Regions from separate parts of the Capra hircus genome. Here region 2 is linked to region 1. The links are chromatin contacts, called in public Hi-C maps. All regions are on one chromosome and are shown on one strand. The core of a region is the stretch at or near the end of the contact, and the rest is flanking DNA. Distances in the headings are between cores, read along the strand shown.

The links. A called contact is a pair of places that touch in the nucleus more often than the background predicts.
Region 2: a Hi-C map of blood shows a contact between it and region 1, with 5 times the contacts expected there. The contact joins the promoter of NOP9 here to the promoter of LOC102169480 in region 1. A contact is called at or near these places in 2 of 5 Hi-C or Micro-C datasets (both in blood).

Annotation. Positions count from the first base shown.
Region 1 is chr10:80,333,235-80,338,061 of ARS1.2, reverse strand. It overlaps LOC102169480 (dehydrogenase/reductase SDR family member 4), which reads right to left and starts at 3,372. Exons shown (of 8, transcript XM_005685235.3): 1 at 3,049-3,372; 2 at 1,232-1,409. The coding sequence starts at 3,179.
Region 2 is chr10:80,558,514-80,563,547 of ARS1.2, reverse strand. NOP9 (nucleolar protein 9) reads right to left here and starts at 2,044. Exons shown (of 10, transcript XM_013966828.2): 1 at 1,685-2,044; 2 at 1,065-1,514; 3 at 43-153. The coding sequence starts at 1,931. DHRS1 (dehydrogenase/reductase SDR family member 1) reads left to right here and starts at 2,137. Exons shown (of 9, transcript XM_005685209.3): 1 at 2,137-2,347; 2 at 2,678-2,917; 3 at 4,090-4,233; 4 at 4,381-4,460. The coding sequence starts at 2,768.

The DNA of each region.
Region 1 (4,827 bases), core at 2,123-4,622:
CAGAGGTGGCCAGGCATGGTGGCCTTCTTGGACCCACAACTGACTGTCTCCAATGCACATTTGAGCATCTGCCAAACGACTCCTGACAAATGGAATAACCTATGGTGTTTACTATGCCACTGTCTACAATCGTTTCATGCCCTCCTTGTCTAAGATTACCCAAATTATTTCCACCGCTTTTCATTCTGTCAGCACAGTATCTTTTGCTTCCCATCCTTGGGTAGATTCTTCCTGCCACTCCAAGAAATAAAGAGTGTGCCCTGAGCCTAGGAAAGAGTGGCCTCCTTTGTAAGATGTTTACCTGCAAGACTGGTGCCAACCAACTCTCGACACTGGTTTAGCCACATTCTTTGAGACTAAAGTCCAAGAGGGCAGCTAAGGCCTGACCTGGTAGGGAAATGCTTGGTAGTTTGTAGGTAGCTTGGCTTCCCTGGTGGCTGCGACGGTAAAGAATCTGCCTGCAATGCAGGAGACCCGGGTTAGATCTCTGGGTCAGGAAAATCCCCTGGAGAAGGGAATGGCTAGGCACTCTAATATTCTTGCCTGGAGAATTCCACGGATGAAGGAGTCTGGTGGGCTACAGTCCATGGGATCACATGACTCAGTGACCAACACAAACACACAGGTAGCTGGTAAGTCTGGGTTGGCTCATACCTCTTCCCTTACTGGTTGTGGGACCTTGGGGTGTTGCTCTAGCTTTCTGAACCATTCTTTAAACAGGGAGCATAGTCCCGCCCTTGCTTGGGTTGTTGTTTGCAGATAACCCGTGAAAGGCTCGAGACAAAGTGAATGGCACACGGTGGCTGAAACAAAATGGGCTGCCTCCTATAGGTTCCTGGGCACTCAACTTTATAAACTGAAAAACCGGGGATTGATTGTTTCTTAGCCTATAGTGGGAATGCCTATTTACCCTTCTTATCTGCCCAATTAGACTGGAAGCTACTGGAGAACCAGGACCAACTGGAGTGTTTTGGGTGCCCCAAGGCACAATGCAGGGTAGAACAATAGAGTGTTTTTTGGTTCTCTCACTGAAATGGGATGATTCTCGGAGACAGAACCGAAAGGCACACATAAAAATGTGCTGGTGGACTGGTGTGGGTATGTGGAATGCACTATTTTATTTTAGTGAACAGTGCTGGTTTGGATTATACCCATGTTGTCTAGGAAGGCCAGCGCAGGCTGCCTCCTTTCTGCTGTCTCATGGCTCTGGACCTGTATGTCTGCTGCTTACCGTGGCCACCAGCCGCTCCCGGTCCTCAGCCTTCCCTACGTGGCACACGGTGCCCGAGACGCTCAGCCCCTCCCCTTGCAGTGCTGCCACTGCCCGGTCCACATTCTGCTGCTTCCGGCTGCTGACCACCACGTGGGCCCCGTCCTGCGCCAGACGCCGGGCGATGGCAAAACCGATCCTGTGGGCAGAGAGAGAGAAGGACTTTTAAGCTTGGTACAGGAAGAGGGGGAGAGCATGGGCTCTTAAGTCAGGCTGCTTTCTGTAGGACCTCCACCTGTTAGGATTAATGGCACAGCCATTACCATACAGATGGACATGCTTAGCATCTTTTTGGCACTGGTTTACTACTTTTATTATGGTTTTGGCCCTCAGTCTAGGTTCCCAGGAAGTGATAACACCTTCCATAGGTGTTATCATAGGCTCCATACCCTATAGGGACTGGGGAGAGAGAAATGACTTAGGGGTATAGCAAGCAGCAGTGATTTCCATGATTGGAGAGTCTCTCTCAGAAAAGCCTTTACCCCTAAATAGTTTCCTCAGGACAGTAGTCTACATCATCTCAATATTCTATTGTTAGTTATGTTTTGGGGTACATATGAAACGGGGTCTCTGGTTCAGTCAGTTCAGTTCAGTTGCTCAGTCGTGTCCGACTCTTTACGACCCCATGGGCTGCAGCACCCAGGCCTCCCTGTCCATCACCAACTCCTGGAGTTTACTCAGACTCATGTCCATTGAGTCAGTGATGCCATCCAACCACCTCATCCTCTGTCATCCCCTTCTCCTGCCTTCGATCTTTCCCAGCATCAGAACTGAACTGACTAGTTATATTTTGGAGTACATATGAAACTGGGGGTCTCTGGTTATGAACATAAATTTTTTACATTCATAGGAGAAAGGGTCATACATTAAAAAAAAATTATCTACCTGGCTATATGGGTCTTGGTTGGTCCATGTGGGATCTAGTTCCCTGACCAGGGATTAAACCTGGGGCTCCTGCATTGAGAGCATGGAGTCTCAGCCGCTGGACCTCCAGGGAAACCCCCAGGGTCGCACATTTTGCACCTGTTAGCCATTTGCTGCCAAGTCGCCTCAGTCGTGCCCCACTCTGTGCGACCCCATGGACTGCAGCCTACCAGGCTCTCGCGTCCATGGGATTTTCCAGGCAAGAGTTCTGGAGTGGGGTGCCATTGCCTTCTCCAGGTTTCCCCATTTATATGTATTCTAACTTTGTGAAGAGCTGGCATCTAGCAGGGGTCTGTGGGAATGAGAAACAGGGTAGGTAACAGTGGCTGGTAAGAAACAGGCTGGGCAAGAGAGGCCACAGTATACTGAACTAAACAAGAACCTGGACACATGACTTGCGTCCCCTCTAGGGAAGGGGCAAAGTTCTGTGAGGCTCCTGGGGGTGCCACAGTGGGGGTGTCTGGAACATTTCCACAGTCGGTGTAGGCAGTGCATAGGGTGTTTGAAATCTGGACTGTCTTGGACTTCCGGCCTCTGGTCTTCCCAGACTCTAGGTGGAGCCAGTTGATTGGGGCGGCCCAGAACCCCAGGAGGCAGGATAGACGGGGTAGGGTGAGGGGCAACGCCAAGGCGGCGGACCCGAGCCAGGGGCGGCAGTGACAAGAGCGCTGTTAACTGCAAAGGTGGGGGGAGCGGAATCTGAAGGGGGCTGCAGGCCAACCACGTGCTGCCTTTCTTCCAGGGCCAGCTCTGGCCGCACGGGAGGGCTGAAGAGAGGGCGCGGGAGGCCAAGGACAAGGGGTATCACCTGTTTGCAGACAACGGGGGACTCAGAGACTCACTCGGGCACTCACCCGTCAGTGGAGGCCGTTACTAGGGCCACCTTATTCTCCAGCGGGTTCCGGCGCGCCATCCCGCAGCTGGCCATCCGGACCGACTTCCACGACCGCGCACAGGCACCCAAAGGCAGTGGCACCTTCAGCATGGCGCCGGCGGGTTCAGGGTTCTGCACCGCCCAGGGGATGTGACAGTGGGGCAGGGCGAGGGGCAAGGCGAAGAGTGAATCGCCTCCTGGCTCGGCGGCCCGCTCCCCTCCCAGCTTCTGGCTCCAGGATCCCGTCTCCCCGCCCCTCTTGAGCCCTAGATCGGGACAGCTCCTCCCGCTCCGCGCGGGCCCTAGGCCAGGGGAGCCGGCCGTGGCCAAGAGCGCCCCCTGCCGTTTGTGGCCGCCGCGCCCCTAGATCCCCTGCTCTCCCGGGCCGGCACGACTTGGGACGGTGCTGTCGGTTCCGGTTCCCTGTGGGGCCCTCCCCACCTCGGGGAGCTCGTAGACTTCCTTGTCCTCCCTCTCCTCCTCCCACCTCTGCTTGCCCACGTCAGTTCTTGGGCAGAGGGGACTTTAACTGTTTGCTTTTGCTTCCTAGAACTTCAAGGTGGGTTTTGTTTTCCGAGAAAGTCTGGGTCCACGTTTGTGACAGCCCAAAGGAGGCCAGATGTTTTGAGATTGCTCATGGGGGTGAGGCTCCTCCTGAGGGTCTCAGGGGAGCCTGGAGGAGCCTACGGGAGACACCTGATGGAGAGGAGCAGGGCTAGGCCTGCACTGCCCTTCACTCTGGCTCAAGTTCTCCTCCATCCCCATAGGCCTGGAGGGTAGACTCTGATCACCGGGGGTAACCAGTGTGCAGAATTAAAGATCCTGACCTGACAGGATCTCTTATATCCTCCACTCTAGAGGACTTCTCTAGGCCTAAGTGGTAGCAAGGAGGCTAGAGTGTCCCCTAACCAGTGGTGGAAATTCAGAGCACTCAGGAGCACTCAAGTTCTCCATAATCACTGTGTCCCCAGGTCTTAGCCTCCATCCTAGTTCAATAAATATTTGTTGAATGTAAAAGCATTTTATGAACTTTGAACTACTAAACACATAGTAATTATTGCCACCATAGAGTAATTATTATTGCTGCCACAAGCCAAGCTCTCCATCTGTAAGCTGAGGGTGCTGGGGTAGATGATAGATAAGGTCCTCTCCAGCTATAAAATTCTGTGTCCAAGACTTCAGCCCCTACTTCTGCCAAGTGGGCTGAAATGATCTCCCTCCTGGGTTTCTGGGAGAATTAATAAATCTGGATGGCTTATGATACACTGAAGAAAGGCCCGGCAGACCCAGTGTCAGCATCTGAATTGGTTTAACCCTGTGGCCTCCAAATGCCAGACTGAGAAGCTGTGTAGATCCAAGGCAAAGTTTTCACTAGTTCAAGGCAAAAAATGAAAATACAGTGTTTCATAAAACTAAGCTTATTTAATTTAAGAGATAGTCCTTTATTCTGGGATATGCTTTTGCTCTTTTTAATTATTTTTTGGTGTTAGTCTTTCTGTTAAGAGAATATGATGAAAGCAGATGGGTAGGTTAAGAAAAGGGTTGTTAGTTGGTGAAATCACCAGTCTGGCAACCTGATGTCAATCCCTACAATTAGAGGAGAGAGAATCCCGGTCTGCGAAATTCAGTTCCGGGGATTGCTGTTTAACAGAATTCATACTTGCTAAAGGTTCAGGTAGTATATGTGTAGGTCAGCTGAGCAGCCAAAAAGATTTCAGCATCTAAAAGTGTATGAGTAGTGAATGATATAACAAACATG
Region 2 (5,034 bases), core at 795-3,294, 230 kb before region 1:
CAAAAAAGAAGGTCCGAGATCTTCCTCTATTTCCCTCCTTACCAGCAATGTCCTTTAGAAAGCAGGAGCTCAGGTTCTGAAGGCAATTCAAGAAGGTTTCAGGGACCTCAAAATCAGTTGGCTTACATTCCCGAGATGGGGCCTTTTGTGCTTCTGAAGGAAGATCAAGAACATATACAGTGGTGAGACCACAGACTGCCATCCTGAAGGGAGAAGAATCGCACAGCTGAATAAGGATGTGGCCTGAGATGCAGAATGCATATGGTACAACTCAACGTCTCGTCTCACCTCCATGACTGAACTGAGACTCCATTTCCCTTTTAATTTTTCTAAGGAACTTCAACGCATGGTCCATAGGAGACAGTCCAAACTCCTCAGTCAGGAATTCAAGGTGTTCCAAAATCAGGCCTCACCTAAACTCACTATCCTATTTCCCAGTGTTTTTCAAAATGTAGGTCCGCTGCCTGTAAGTGTATTATAGAATCAATCTAGTGCGTCTCAACAAGCACTTTTTAATGTAACACACAGAATAAAATGAAAAAGAAGGAAATTCCCTGGTGGTCCAGTGGTTAGGGCTCTGCACTCTCAGTGCAAGGGGAAAGGGTTTGATCCCTGGTTGGGTAATTAAGATCTTGCAAGCCACACATGGCACAGGAAAAAAAAGTGGGGGGGGGGGAATATCAGTGGGTTGTATGTAGAAGGGTCTTGCTTCCTGACCTTTGGCTTGAATCCAATATGTGTATATACACACACATGTATATTGAATGATGCTTGAAAATTGTTTTCTTACTGTGAGCTGTAGTTAAAAAAAATTTGAGAGGCAATGCTCAAGTGAATAACCTCTTCCACTTACCCCCATTCTTCTAACAGCTGTCCCCTAAACACACATAGGCATCCTCACCTCTGGGCCTCCATGCCCACTAATCTTTGGCCTGCTATATCCTTGTCCTAATTTCACTGCTAATTCTTCAAGGACATGAAGAAATCTTCTGCTTACTCTCTCCTTCTGAACTTCCTAAACTCTCCTTCCCTGGAGGTCCACACCCCTTTCTTGTAATACTTACCAGGTGACTGGGAGCCACGGTGCCTGGCTCTCTCAGACTCCAGAAGAGTCCCTCCCAATACCTGCAGCAAAGTTCTGACCACGAAGCTGCCATGTGTGTCTCCACAATAGAAAAGAAAATCATCACAGACCTCAGCAGCTAGTCCCAGGACCAGCTCCTCCAGGGTCTCCACATGACCATCCTTCCCATCCTCCTCCTCCTCCTCTTCCTCCTCTGCAGGGCTCCCTAGCAATCGAGGCAGCTGCAGCAAAGCGCTTTGCAAAACGTGGACCCCACATCGATGACAGGCCACAAAGCGCAAATTGGAGTGCAGAGCGGCCCATACTCGACACAACGGCTTCCGGGGGCTGAACCCCAACAGTTCCTGCAGCATCTCACTGCCAGTCCGGTTTGTGGCCAAGGCTAGGGCCTGAGCTTCCACTTCCTTCAAAACATTGTGCACCATCAGCTCTGAAAAAAACAAGAAATACATTAAAGAGAATGAGAGGATAAGGTTATGCCTTAGGGGAGATGAAACTAAGTCCTCACACCCTGGGGACCCACGAAATCGTCCTTAACTGTCTTGAATTTTATGCCCAACCAGTTCCTCCCTTGATCCCTCTCCCCAAGTTGCTCCCTACCTCGTTCTTCTCCCGTCTCTGGGGCCTCTTTCAGCGCGGACAGAGCCCGGCGGAAATACCCCAGAGCTTCTGGGCTCAGGTGAAGGTGCGCATCTGGGGCCGGCTCAGAGCGCCCATCCGGAGGCGGGCAGGGATGTCGCTGGCGGCCTGGTGGGGGGCGCCCCGAGCCCTTGGCCCCGCGCCCTCGTTTTCCGCCAGCTGGGAACCGGCGCCCCTGTTTGTGGGGGGAACGCGGACCCAAGCCCATGGGTGCGTCGGGGCCGCTCCGCCCGGAAAAGCTGCCTTAGCCGCTGAGGGAACCTCAGTCAGCAGGGTGCGGGCCTGGGCCCAGCAGAGTTTAGACACGCCGCCGCGCTTAAGGCGCAGCATTATACGTCATAGCCTCGCGACGGCCTCTCTGGTGAAGGCGTGGCTGAGTCTCTGGATCGCCCCGCCCGGCTGGTGGGTCCTGGCCTCCGCCCCTTGTCCAGGCTCCTGCGTGTCGTACTCTTTGACCCGATCCTCCGAGTCTCCTGCGGAAACTGGACCGGAATGTGAACTTCCACTCGACCGTCGTCCTCTTGACTTCTTGTCCCGTCCCTGCGACCAGAATTAAAACTCCTCGACTTCGAGAACTTTGTGAGCCAGACGGCGCGAGGACTCCAGCGGCAGCACAGGTGGCAGGTATGGAGTTCGAGCTCCGTACACATCGGGCTCAGGGCCCCTGGGCCTCGCTGCAACCCTCCACGCGGAAGCCGCACCTCTGGGCAAGGGGCCTGAACTCCGTAGCTCAGGACTCTGCAAGACGTGCCGAGAGGGACTGCCCCGCCACAGTCCCACTCAGAGTCCCAGTAGGTGGCCGGCCTGAACAGCCCCACGCAGACCCCTTCTTCCCTCCTTGGTCTCCCAAAAGGGACAGCTAACCTTGTCCCGGGCCTGCGCTAGTTATTCCTCTCAGAAACTTCTCTCCCCATCAAAGGATCTCAACCTTGGCTCCCCTTCCTACCTCTATAGGATCGCCCCCCCTCCGAATAACGCAGTCTGCAGGCTTCCCTCAGAGCAAGTCCTTGGTTCCACAGATTTAACCCGTTTGCTTGCTGAGTCATGCCAGCTACCATGAAGGGCCAGGTGTGCGTGGTGACTGGTGCCTCCAGGGGTATTGGCAGGGGCATCGCTTTGCAGCTCTGCCAAGCAGGCGCTACAGTTTACATCACTGGCCGCCACCTGGACACGCTGCAGGCCACTGCTCAGGAGGTGAGTGCTTCCTCTGGAGTCCCTGGGGGCAGAAACCACCTGAGGGAGCTCTTTCCATTAACTACTCCTCTTAATCCCTTACCTGAAACCAAAATATTCCTCAATAAACATGAACATTTATTCTAAGTGGGATAAGTAAACCCCATAAGTAACTTCAGATCAGGGCACATTTTGCCATTAAGTGAATTTTATGAAAAAAAACAACAACAACTTTATTTGAGAGCTTTAGGGATTTTGGAATTGCATTTCAAGAGTTGTGGACCTGTGCTCTTTCTCTTTTCTTGTTAAGATTTTATTGAATTGTATGTTTTCTGAATTTCAGTTAAATAAATTTGGGGGTGCCTTTTATTTGCTAGGCACTGGGTGAAACAGTGGAGTTACCAAATTTAGTTAGACATAACTTTTGCTCTGAAGTCTAAGGCAGAAATGGATCATTTCAATGTAATGTGAATACAGGCAGTGATGAGATGAAAGTAATGAATATGAACATGATAAGCAATAAGTGAGTCCAGAATGTACTAGAAAGGTGAGTGAGCAGTTAGGCAGGGAGGTCAGAGGGTGGGGCCCAGAGCATGAATCTTCAGGATATGAAGATTGTTCTTGAATAAACTCTTCTTCTTTCTCTGACGTGAGAGGAGGGGACACATTTGTAGAAGGTGAGGCAGAATAGGAAGTAGAGATAGTTCATGTCTGAGAGCTTTGTTTTTTCATTTACCGGGCAGCAGTGTTGGTGGAGAGAGGGTAAGAAGGCTGGGATTGAGTTGAGATTCCAGATGAGTGGTGAAGGGTGGGAGCTAAGAGCACAAGAGATGGACATGACTAAGAATGAAGGAAAAGAACTCCTTTCTCAAGGAACCTCCAAGCCTGTTTGTCCCTCGGCCTCCACATGCAGAGTGATACAGTGCCTTGAACATAGTAGCCCTCAGAAAATGTCTGCAAATTTTAAACCCGGGATTCCCTATCCCGCTTGCCCTACGACAGTACCTAGCATCACTGAAACTCCTCAAACAGACACCAGAGGGCAGTATTGCCCACCATGTTGCCTCAGCTCCTGCCTCAGGCTCCTGCCTGAGTCCTAGAACTGCCTTAGCTCCCACCTTGGGGCTGACGGGAGCTGAGTTCTGTCTCACGTTGTGCAGCTCGGAGCTCATATCCCTTCTGTCCCTCTCCAGGCGCAATCCCGGGGAGGCCGGTGTGTGCCCGTGGTATGTGATTCAAGCCAGGAGAGTGAAGTGCGAAACCTGTTTGAGCAGGTGGATCGAGAACAGCAAGGACGTCTGGATGTGCTGGTCAACAATGCCTATGCTGGGGTCCAGGTGCTTTTCGAACTTTGACCCCAGCTTCACACTTCGGACCTACCCCTCTGAGCTCTGAGTCCTCATCCCCACTGGTTGTCCCTTCCATTATCCAGCCCCTTCTTGCCTCCAGAGCATACTATTCATCTCTCTCCCTGTGCCTTCCAGTCGATCCTGAACAACTCCAATAAGTCATTCTGGGAAAGCCCCGCCTCCATTTGGGATGACATCAACAACGTTGGACTCAGGTAGGTGCTTCCCCGGCCACCCACCTAAGAGCCTGGGCTCCCCTCAGTCACTCAGCCAAACATTAACAAGTGTCCTCTCCTTTTCCTTCTGATCTCCTCGTCTCCTTCTTCTCCCATCTGTTCTATTTGTCCACTGACCTCTGAAGAAGTTTCAACCAGGTGAATCTGGACCCAGGAACGTCAACTTCTGCCTTGTTTCTGTCAGTAGTTTTCATCTGAACTTGCCCTTGCCGGCTCTCCTGTCTCACTCTCTGCTTGTCCAAATGCATGATCCATAAGGAAGCCTCTTTCCTTCGGTAAAGCATGCCACCTATAGTCGGTATGTCCAAACATGACTAGAGGAAAGAATTGTTTTGTTTTAGATCAGCAGAAGGTCAGTGAGGAAGACTGAGTGCCAGCCATCTTAGCCTTCCCCTCCTCTCTCCAGGCCTACAGGCAAGAGTGTTCCAGGTGTGAGTAGAGAGGGCAGGGGTTTCACCTACATCTGGAAAAGGAATGAGATGAAACAGCATTTACAGTTCACCCAGCATGACATACATCCTTCATGTCTGTGTTTATTGTTGGGAAGAGGGCA